Regions from separate parts of the Sus scrofa genome. Here region 1 is linked to region 2. Evidence: chromatin contacts called from public Hi-C data. All regions are on one chromosome and are shown on one strand. The core of a region is the stretch at or near the end of the contact, and the rest is flanking DNA. Distances in the headings are between cores, read along the strand shown. Region 1 overlaps ELOVL6 (elongation of very long chain fatty acids protein 6). Region 2 overlaps ELOVL6 (elongation of very long chain fatty acids protein 6).

Region 1 (5,519 bases), core at 327-2,826, 65 kb before region 2:
CCAGCATTGCCGTGAGCTGTGGTGTAGGTCGCAGATGTGGCTCAGATCCCGAGTTGCTGTGGCTGTGGTGTAGGCTGGCAGCTACAACTGCGATTAGACCCCTAGCCTGGGAATCTCCATATGCTGCAGGTGTGGCCCTAAAAAGACAAAAAGACAAAAAAAAAAAAAAAAAAGAAAAGAAACTAACCCTTAATATTTGTAATGAGAACATGAAGATACCCAATCAAAAAGCTTCCTTAACTTCCTAGTCTGCATCCAAACTCCAGAGCTGAAAGTATGGGACTGGGTGAGGGCTGTGTGGCTAATTTCCCCCCATATTCTAAAATTAGCTGAGCTGTTAACCGGTGGGAAAGAAGGGGAGGGGTAGATGTTATAAACCCCCAGAAGTGGGTTTTCAGTAAGGCTTTGGACACCTGCACATTTAACATAAAGTATTTTGTTCTTCATATACACAATGCACAATTATTTCAAAGGAGGGAAGGAGAGAACAGAAAAATAGTGGAAGTTAATCAAAAAGTCATTAATCGTGACTTTCCTACAACCAGTAAAACAGGGCCTTCAAAGTTGTTTCTTGGTCCATTTAAAAATAAATATTGTGGGTGTGTAGCTACAAAGGGGGTGGGGGGGGAGGAAACGGAAGGAGAGAAGACACTCACCTAGTTCCGGTGCTTTGCTCAGCACAAATGCATAAGCCCAGAATTTGCTGACAGGTCCATTGTAAAAACCCTGGTCACAAACTGAATACTTCAGGCCTTTGGTCATCAAAATGTACAGCATATAAGCACCAGTTCGAAGAGCACCGAATATACTTCATAATGAAAAAAGAAAAGAAACAACATTCAGAAAAAGAATTTCACTTCTGACATGAACCGTTGGTAGAAGCCTGCCACTGGCAGGACATTGATAGCGATGCAGCAGCACGAAAATCTGCTTTTACCCAGAGGCATTGAAAATGGTTTGTAAACAAGAGTTACACCACTTCTCAGGGCTTTATTCTGAAGGCCATCCCTAAGGCCACCTAACGCGTCGTCCTCAATGTTCCAGAAAGGTGTCATGGAAAAGGGGAGTGCATCTCAGGCAACAGCTCAAGAACTCTGCTGACCTGACCTGTGTTTTGGCTTGAGAACTGTCCCTTGGGAGTGAGATGGAGTTGGCTGAAAACTCTGCTAATTATCTCCATTTTGTCCTTTGTCCAATTAGTCTCCAGATCCCTGGCTCCGTTTCCTGAATCTCTCTCGCTCTCAAATCCATCTTTTTCACAGAAGCCCGAGGAAGAAGGCTTAACTTCCATGGGAAGCCCCCCTCCCCCTGGAGTGCCCCCAGGATCATGCCCCTGAGCTCCCCTAACCGTGGCCAACCGTGTTGCAACACCGTTCTTCAATGCCCCGAAACGTGTTTGCCTTCACCCAGGCAGAGTTGCTCAAAGACTGCTGAACAAGCGATACTGTGGAAAAGTAAACGGACATGTGGCATTTTTATCCAGGAACCGCTAAGGAAAGAGGAGAGCTCTGGAAGGCGCTGAGCTCTGCTGTAACATGAGGTATGAAAGGACCTGGCAGCTGGACCGCGCCGCCTCCATGACAGAGTGAACCCGACAGGCACACGTGCCCCACAGCTCGCCAACTGCACGGACCACGGAAAGGAGAGCTGGCTGATCCTGGCGGGGGGAGGGGGGTAGGGATGTGCTGGCCCATCCTTGTCCTGGCAGCATCCCATTTTAGGTTTTACAAGTCCTAAGATAAACTAGCAATCAACTATTGAAATGAGTAGCAGCCTCACCCAACAGGGAAATGAGAGCTTTCTGTCCTTGCAGAGGCACATCTTTTAAGATGTCTCAAGTGTTGCTCCATAACAAGTCATTCCACCAGGGGACGCCATCCGTAAACATGTGTCCACCAGATAAAACCAAAGATCACCTTCGCATCGAACCAAAGTAATGAGACTGAATTGCTGGCAACAGCCTCTTATTTGGGGGGCTCTGAAAGTAGCTTCTCTAATGACATACCGCTTCCAGGAAGAAATGCAGTTCCTCTTTCCAACATAGAAAACGATCCTACATAGGATTTGGGGTATGACTTTACAACTGTAGATCCTATGTCCCCCTGCACTCAAGATGTAGCCTCCAACGCCTTCATGGGACCTGCAAGGCTTGAGTGGCCCCCCTCGCTCCCCCCGCCACCCTTCCCTCCTGCCTATTCGTCCCATCCCTTGTGAGCCAATCCTCCCCGCACCTTCTGATCCTTTCCGTTTTGTGACTTGAGACCTGTGCATATGCTATGTCCTCTTCTTGGGGAGCTCTTCTCCCATGCTCACTTGAAGGCTGCCCCTTCTCACTTTCTTAAACAAATGTCCCTCCTGGTAGCATGACCTCAGCCTTTACGATCAATATACAATCCTGGCTTGCGAATGGGAAGTTGGATTTCATTGGTAATGTCAGGTACATTTTTCAAATTTCGGTTTTCCCTCACCAGAGGGTGGCTAAATTTTCATAAGGAAAGTTGCCGCCATCACCAGATGATGGTGACTAGAAAACTGGGGACTTTGCTGCTTATGGAAGGTAGCAGGGAAAGAGGGATATGGCGTCTCCACTGAGCTTACAGAGCCGACACTGTTGGCTGCCTGTTCGAAGCTCAAGTCTCTTCCTCCTTTTCCATATTAAAAGAATGCTGATCCTGTCCAGGTTCTCCCAACTCATGCTTCCCCCAAGGAAGCTGACCTTGTCTTTGGCTTAGGAGTAAATCCTAACGATGTAAGCAAGTTTTAGTACTTCCATCTCCCTTGCTAGTAACTTGTTAGGCTGGGCGCGGACCTCGTTCTAGCCAACGTGATGTGAGGAGAAGGCTGCTGGGGCCTTTTTCAGGCAAGGTTTCCTTGCTCATCACCACGCAGTGGTTGGAAGAACAGCAGCCATCCTGCAACCAGGAAGGAGCTACCTTGAGGACGGCAAAGTATTCCCTTGAGATGTGACTGAGCTGCTGAATTACCCATTACCCTTTCAGTGATTCTATCACAAGACCTCTTGGTGTTGACATAAAGCTTCCTAATTGGATAAGCCATGTGGAGTTTTGCTTTTTATTATTTATACCCCAAAGCATCCCAGCAGACACAACACACCAGATCTGATCTTCAGTAGACTTTTGAACACAAATTAATTTTTTTGTGGCTATAAAATAGATCTATTTGGGAGCTCCTGTCGTGGCTCAGCAGTCCATGAGGACGTGGGTTTGATCCCTGGCCTCACTAGCCTCGCTCAGTGGGTTAAGGATCCAGTGTTGCTGTGAGCTGTGGTGTAGGTCGAAGAGGCAGCTCAGATCCCCAGTTGCTGTGGTTGTATGTAGGCCAGCAGCTACAGCTCCCAATCGACCCCTAGCCTGGGAACCTCCATATATACCACAGGTGTGGTCCTAAAAAGACAAAATATACAGACATACATAAATATATAGTCATAGATACGGTCAGTGAACTACTCACTACATCAGTTATCTGCTTTTCACAGACTGGTGGGATATACGTCAATGACTTTTGTACAAGCCCAAAGCAAAGAAACACACAAATGACACATTTTCAGTATGTATCCGTCTCCACTCCTTAGCCCCAGATCTGTGACTTTCTGAACCATTAGCACATGTCTCTCCCCGCCCCACCTGCAGCCCCTCACTGGGGAAGCAGAGCCCTTCGGCTACTATATTTTGCTACTAGACTGTGTACTTACATGATCAGAGCAGATCAAGGAAAGCAGCTTTGGAATAGTTACTACCTTTTAATCTTCTTGAGTCTCAAAAATTATTGTAGTTTATAGCCAATTTCTTAAGTCTCTGCACAGAGATTTATTCTTTCATTTGTGAAATATTTATTGGCCATGTTCTCGATGCCGGAGTGACAAGAATCAATAGGCTAACTTGGGCTGCTCCTGCCGGTGGTCTAGGAGACGTCCGCGGAGGTGGTATTTGAGTTGGGGATAAACAGGTATCGAAACTTTGAGGGTTAGGGCACGAGGGGCTGCTTCGGAGCACTGCGGAATTGAACGTTTGGGTATCGTGGTGACCCACAATATTGCTGGCAACAAGTGCACAGTACATATTATTGTCCCAGATCTGGGCGTAAGCCTCACTCCCTAAGCTTCGAACAATCAGGCTGACTCAGAACAGAGGGCAGTGCATTTTTCAGGGAAACCCTCAGTGCCAGCCATTGGGCTTGTGTCCCGGAGGGCAAAGGCTCTTTGTTGGGATGTGACAAACAAACGGCTGGGGAGCCACGGGGGAGCTACTTGGCCAATGGGATGATTGCTATTTGAGGGAAGCCAGTAGCTCTGTCCCTGGCACATCTCAGCCACTGTCCACTCTGGAGCCATGTGGCTTTTTATTATAACTGGGCACAGGGCCCTTACACTGTGATACTTTTCCAAAATATACTTTCAGGGAGGAGACTATTTTTTTTCCCTCCGAACCTGATGTGATGCAAGAGACAAATACACAGCTTATGTTCTGCTTCCCCCAGTCCTTACTCTGCTCAGGCAGACACCACCAATCAATCCTGACACACTTTCTGGCCACTGCATCCACGTTCTCAACCACTGTAAGCCACTACCAAGAGATGAGTGTTGCATATTCCAATCCCAGTGCTCTCACTCTCTGGTTTCACAACTGGACAAATTACTTAACCTAAGTCTTTATTCATCTGAAATAATACTACTACTTAACCTGTAATCTAGTTCTATGAATTCTGTAGGACCACATAAGTAAGGTATTTAGTTAGCAGAGAGCCTCTAACATATAGGTGCTGAGTAAAACAGTTTTTATTATACTATTATTATTTTATTACTGCTTTTTTTTAGGGCTGTACCCATGGCATAGGATAGTTTCCAGACTAGGGGTCAAATTGGAGCTGCAGCTGCTGGCCTACACCACCGCCACAGCAACGCCCGATCAGAGCCATGTCTATGACCTACACCAAAGCTCAGGGCAAAACCAGATCCCCCGCCCACCGAGCAAGGCCAGGGATCGAACCCTCATCCTCACTGATACTGGTCAGATTCGTTTCCACTGCTCCACAACAGGAACTCCCTATTACTACCTATTGCCATTATTATTGCTGCTTTGCTCCATCTGTCCTTCAGTGTTGTCACTTTTAACTTGCTCATCTTATTAGTGGTTAAGGCTAATTATCCCTAAATGGAAATCAAGGACACCGAGAATCTGATTTGCACCGATGAGTATTCATGTCAGTAAGTATTTTGCTGTTAAGTGTTTAAGCGTTTTATTTTATGAGCCAGCTTTTCACAAAATAAGTGATAGTTACTTCTCAATAGGATGTAACATGAGCATTTTCCATAGAACACCCTGACGGAAAGATGCCTGGTATAGAAAAGCATCTGGTTCACGTGAAATTTATTTACTTGTCTTTTGTCCCTTTTAGGGCTGCACCCGAGGCACACGGAGGTTCCCAGATTAGGGGTCTAATCAGAGCTGTAACCGCTGGCCTGTGCCACAGCAACAGCCACTCCAGATCCGAGCCGCGTC
Region 2 (5,567 bases), core at 3,025-5,524:
GAAGGCTGCCTCCTCCTTTCCAATCTGACGTTTGCCTACTTTTTTTGGGTGCTGACCGCCATATCCCCGGAATCACTTAATGGTTAGATGTACTTTGGCATATTACACAATTTTCTATGTAATTCTTTGTAATCTTTGGCATATCACACTATTTCCTACCTTTGCCTCTTCCCACTTAAACTGATTTATTCTGTAGTTCTAGAAAAGGATGGGCCACATTCCTGTGCTTTTGGTTCCTAAAATCCAGTATGGAAAACTATACAAGATGATATATAAGGAAATACACACATTAACTCAAACAAAGGCCAAGTACTTTCTATTTTCCAGGTACTTTTTTTTTTTTTAAACGGGAATGTCATAAATGTCATAAGGTGGGTTATAGGCTCTAGAGGAATTTTAACAGAATTGACATTGTCTCTCAAACTATTCCAAATACGTTCACAGGACTCAGATGAGTTTACCTACTCCGAAATCATGTCTTATCACTTCCCTGGGAACACCCTGTGTTACAGTTACACTGTGATTTTTCAAAAGACATCACACCCCTTCGTCCTACCTTGTTTTTCCTACACATGCCATTCTCACTACCTTGGATGCCCTTCCAACCTGTCCTTTGTCATTTTTTAGGACTGCTTCTAGGTCAACTGGATTAGCCCCCTTCCATCATCACCTCCGTACTTTGGTACACCTTCAGCATCCCAATTAGAGCGCTTAACTCCTCAGGTTTCACACCAAAATCTACGGGTCCAAAATCCTAAAGGGTAGGAACTGTGTCTCAACTTTGTATCCCCAAGGTCTTATACCACAGTCCTTGCCAAGGCTCCTGCCATTCGAATGGATAAGTAATATATTGGCTATTTACCAGATCTTGCATTGGGGAAATATGTTAAGGGAAGAGAAAATATATGACTGGGAGACTAAATAGGATAACTAATGTTCAAGTCATCTATGAATCTATGCTTCAAACCTACTTGATTGTATGTCTGAATGGTAAAAACTGTATTTTATTATAGCTTTGCTTTCCTCAGGAGCTGCAAGAATCCTACAAAACAATCTCAATTCTATTGTCTTTTCTTAAACCTACTGCTGCAGGAGTAGCCTTTTGTTACAAGTACCTGCTCAGGAATGTTGATGAAGCATTGTCTAACTTCTTTAGTCCTGCCTGCCCAGAGGCCCCCATGTTGCTTTCTCAATGGAATTGTTGGCATAAAATAAGCCAAAGACAGAGCCGACAGCTACAAAGTGAGATTGGCATCACTTTCCACCTGATAACTGAACCCTCATCTGCAAACAACAGAAACTCTGTTATTCACAGATACATTAGCAGACTGACTCTTGAAAGGCCAAGCTTAATCTGAAATCAAAATAATGCCAGTAACAGCACACTATTTGGATGATATATACATCGTGTTTATTTTGATCAGGATTATTACATAATCAAAAAACGCTCTAAGATACCATTTAATACCAGCAACAGGCAAAGAGGAAAGCGATTCAGGTGCAGATTTGGGTGAGGACACAGTGACTTGTGTTTTGCTGTCAGAAGGTAAAATGATATTGCCCTTGAAAAAACAATTTACCAAGAACCTTGAAACACTCATAGTTTTGTTTTTTTTGTTCTTGTTTTTGGTTTCCTTTTTAGGGCCACACTCACAGCATACTGAAGTTCCCAGGCTAGGGGTTGAATTGAAGCTGTAGCTGCCAGCCTGTACCACAGCCAGGTCCGAGGTGTACCTGTGACCTATGCCTCAGCTCACGGCAATGCCAGATCCTTAATCCACTGGGTTGAGGCCAGGGATTGAACCTAAATCCTCATGAATACTATGTGGGGTTCTTAATCTGCTGAGCCACAACGGGAACTCTAAAACACTCACAGCTTTTAATCCTGCAATTGCACTTCTAGGCGTCTGTATGATGCAGACAATCTTCAGTATGGGAAAGGAAAGATAATCACTGCAGTACAACAGTGAAAAAGTAGGCAAATAAATCTCCAAGAGTCAGGGGTATACTACGGGATATCGACTTGAAAGACCGTTACACAGTTATTACAGCTGCATAAGATGTATATGCTTTTAATAACTATGGAATGTGGTATAATTCCATAGTGGAAGAATAAATACCCCCCACTCCCAATTTACAGTAGTTATCCTGCCTAAGTGGCAGGATTATGCATGCTTTTTTCCTCTAATTTACTTTTATTCACTGAATAGTTTTTTCTACTTGCTTAATGATGAAAGATGAAATTTTTATATTATTAACACTTTCTTTTTAGGGCCACACCTGCGGCATATGGAAGTTCCCAGGCTAGGGATCAAACTGAACCTGCAGCTGCCAGGCTAAACCACAGCCACAGCCACAGCCACACAGGATCCGAGCTGCGTCTGGACCTACACCACGGCTCACGGCAACACCGGATCCTCAACCCACTCAGCAAGGCCAGGGATTGAATTTACGTCTTCATGGATTCTAGTCGGGTTCATTAGCATGGAGCCACAACGGGAACTCCCAATAAAATTAAATTTTAAAAAGCGTTTTTAAAAGTACAAAATACTAACCAATATACTAAGCATTTGGTGGTGGTTTCATGAATACTATATATTAAAAAAAAAAAAAGACACAAATTCTATTCCAGATATTTCTACATATGTCTTACTGGAAGATACTAGAGCAGTCATTCTCCACTGTATCTACTGGAGTCACAAAAACCTGGGTTTCAATCCTGCTGTAACACGTTGGTTCTGTGATCTTGAATAGACTACATCCTATCCGCCTCGGTGTCTCATCAAAAAACTGGGAAAATAGGAGTTCCCGTCGTGGCGCAGTGGTTAATGAATCCAACTAGGAACCATGAGGTTGCGGGTTCGGTCCCTGCCCTTGCTCAGTGGGTTAACGATCCGGCGTTGCCGTGAGCTGTGGTGTAGGTTGCAGATGCAGCTCAGATCCCGCGTTGCTGTGGCTCTGGCCTGGGCCGGTGGCTACAGCTCCGATTCGACTCCTAGCCTGGGAACCTCCATATGCCGCGGGAGCGGCCCAAAGACATAGCAAAAAAGACAAAAAAAAAAAAAAAAAAAAAAAAAAAAAACTGGGAAAATAACATTGCCTTCTCAGGCTTCTTGTAAATCATAATACTGGACCTGGCAGGATTTGCCTCTTAGTAAATACTCAATACCTGGTACCTAATGCAACTGCTTATGATCAGTAAAAATAATAGACATTATAAGATGAGAATCAACAAATGCCACAGATCAGGCTGGTTGGGTTTTTATAGCTAAAGTTATTTCAAGATCTGTTTGTTTAATCATTTTAAAGGTATGTATGATACTAGAACTTCTGTGAAGTTGCTATTTGCCTTTTGTCAATGCTTTAAAAACAATAAAGAAACAAAACTGTACAACCCAAGTTTGTAATAAACAAGAGCTTTTACGAAAACAAGTCATTTATATATCCCAGCTTGAGAATGGAGAGAGGTAACATCGTAAATCAATCATGCCAATTCTTAGAAAAAGTCCTAACAGGATGCAGGACCCAAGTGTTTTAAATGGTACACATAGGTTGCTCTTGAACTGGACTGAAAAGAACTGGTCCACCTCAAAGAGTTACGTTTAGAAACATTAACCATTAGAAATGACTATAAATAAGCCTTCTAAATTAGATATTTCTAAAAGAAAATTTTGAAACGTTATGGGTAGATACCCTTTTTCTTCTTCTGACATATTTATGGTGGGAGAAAACAAGGTCCCTTTTCGAGTCATGTAATTACTGGGCTAGCAGTGAAGAAAGGAATTGAATATGACCATTTGGCGGATTCACACTGCAGTTAAAAGGCCCATAGAATGTTAGGATATTAATACTGTACAATGCTCATTCTTTTCACAACTCTCAGTATTTTTTTTTTTTTAACAAAAACTGTTGATCGTAGCAAATAGGAGCCGAGATAGGCTGGCCACACAGCCACCCTGGGGGAGCTAACAGGACGTGATGTGATGCCGCTGCTCTGTGCCGGTGGTGAGAGGCGAGAGTAACTAACTAACCCAGATTTGTAGAACTGGCATCATCTCCTCCATGTCAGCCACCTTCAAAGGGTATCTGCAGGATATAGAGATGGCACGATCTGATTATCCCCAACCCGTTACTGGCCAGGAATCTGCTCTCAAGTCCACACACCTGGCATTGGGTTGACCCTGACTGATCACAAACAAATATCCATCAGCTAGTTGACCTTTAGTGCACCTTCTGCCCTGGGCTGACAACAGCGTGGATGATCGCAGGTGATTGTTTTCAACTTCTAGTCCTGCCTTTCGCCCTTGACGCCCCTTAGAGCTATACACATAAAGGGAACGCCCAAAGGAGGCCACACACAAGTCAAAAAGGGCTGAAATTACCTAAGGCCTTTCTTTGGGCCGCTCCTCTTCTCATCAGCATCCCCCTCATTTGGCTCATGTGGGCAGCTGGGCTAGAACTAGACACCCCACTAGTCAAGAACAGAGATGGGTGTGGCAGCTGCCAGCACAAAGTGGCTCCAGTACAGAAGATTTTCATCTCTAGAGTGGCATGGGAAACCAAAAATCTAATCTCGAGTTAAACCTTTCTCCTACTCTTTGACTAGGTCCACCATGAGGTCAACCACTCTATAAAATCCTAATGACACAGCCTGTCAAAGCAAGTACACCCTTGCTTTGTCAGACTGTACAGGGCATTGAGGTCAAAAATTCTTTTTTGGCTGCCCCTGGGCATGAGGAGTTCCTGGGCCAGAGATCAGATCCAATCCACAGTTGCAACCTAAAAACACAGCTGTGGCAATGCCAGACCTTTATCCCACTGTGCCAGGCTGGGATCCAACTTTGGTCCCAGGGTGCTCCCAAGAGGCCACTGATCCTGTTCCACCATAGCAGGAGCTCCAGAAATTCTTATCCGTAACTGCCTATGCTTTATCACTAAAAACAGAGGTTTTGCTTAAATGATACCAAAACAATGACTCCTTTTTTTTCCTCATTAAATGGATGACATTTGGGAGGGGGTAGATGGACTGAACCCAATCATTTATGTCACACTGTCACCAAAGTTCATATGGCATTTAGTCACCAACAACTTAGGTCTAGTCTCCATGGTTTCTGCAAGGGAACAGAAGCTGTACATTTAGACAGCACCAATGGCCACACAGAAAAATAAATTTTCTATTTTCTTTTCCAATTCCAGTTGGAACTCCTGATTCTTCAATCTGAAAGGACTAATCAAGCACCCACCGTGTGCCAAGCCCCGTTCTAGGCTCTGGGAATACGTCAATTAACAAAGCAGGTGACAAAGCAGCCTGTGCTCATGGAGGTTACAAGTCTGGAGATAAATAAATAAAATAAATAAATAAGGTATGTTACAAGATTGCACATATGATGGAGAAAAGAAAAAAGTAAAGCAGCAGGAAGGGACAATGAGGCAGGAAGTGACAGACAAGACAATTTAAACAGGGTGGTCAGGGCGCACACATGGAGAAGGTGACTCTGAGCCGAAGACTTTAAAGGGAGGGAGTGAACCACGCTCGGACAAGCTGTGCAAGGCCTAGAAAAATAACT

Evidence for each region. Hi-C and Micro-C count contacts between places; a contact is called where the count stands out from the background.
Region 1: a Hi-C map of liver shows a contact between it and region 2, with 7 times the contacts expected there. The contact joins two enhancer-like sites. A contact is called at or near these places in 1 of 5 promoter capture datasets (liver), 8 of 47 Hi-C or Micro-C datasets (fetal skeletal muscle, liver and skeletal muscle) and 1 of 2 datasets of contacts at active chromatin or transcription factors (skeletal muscle).

Annotation. Positions count from the first base shown.
Region 1 is chr8:112,175,263-112,180,781 of Sscrofa11.1, reverse strand. ELOVL6 (elongation of very long chain fatty acids protein 6) reads right to left here. Exons shown (of 5, transcript XM_021100707.1): 4 at 657-808. Among named protein-coding and RNA genes, the nearest start is that of ELOVL6, 140 kb to the right of the region's middle. Within about 2 kb of position 1,576, at least 13 of the 83 cell types and tissues checked have an H3K27ac peak or open chromatin away from gene starts, as enhancers often do. A contact at or near this core is called in liver, where this site is marked.
Region 2 is chr8:112,112,553-112,118,119 of Sscrofa11.1, reverse strand. All of the region lies in intron 2 of ELOVL6 (elongation of very long chain fatty acids protein 6), which reads right to left. Among named protein-coding and RNA genes, the nearest start is that of ELOVL6, 77 kb to the right of the region's middle. Within about 2 kb of position 4,274, at least 4 of the 83 cell types and tissues checked have an H3K27ac peak or open chromatin away from gene starts, as enhancers often do. A contact at or near this core is called in liver, where this site is marked.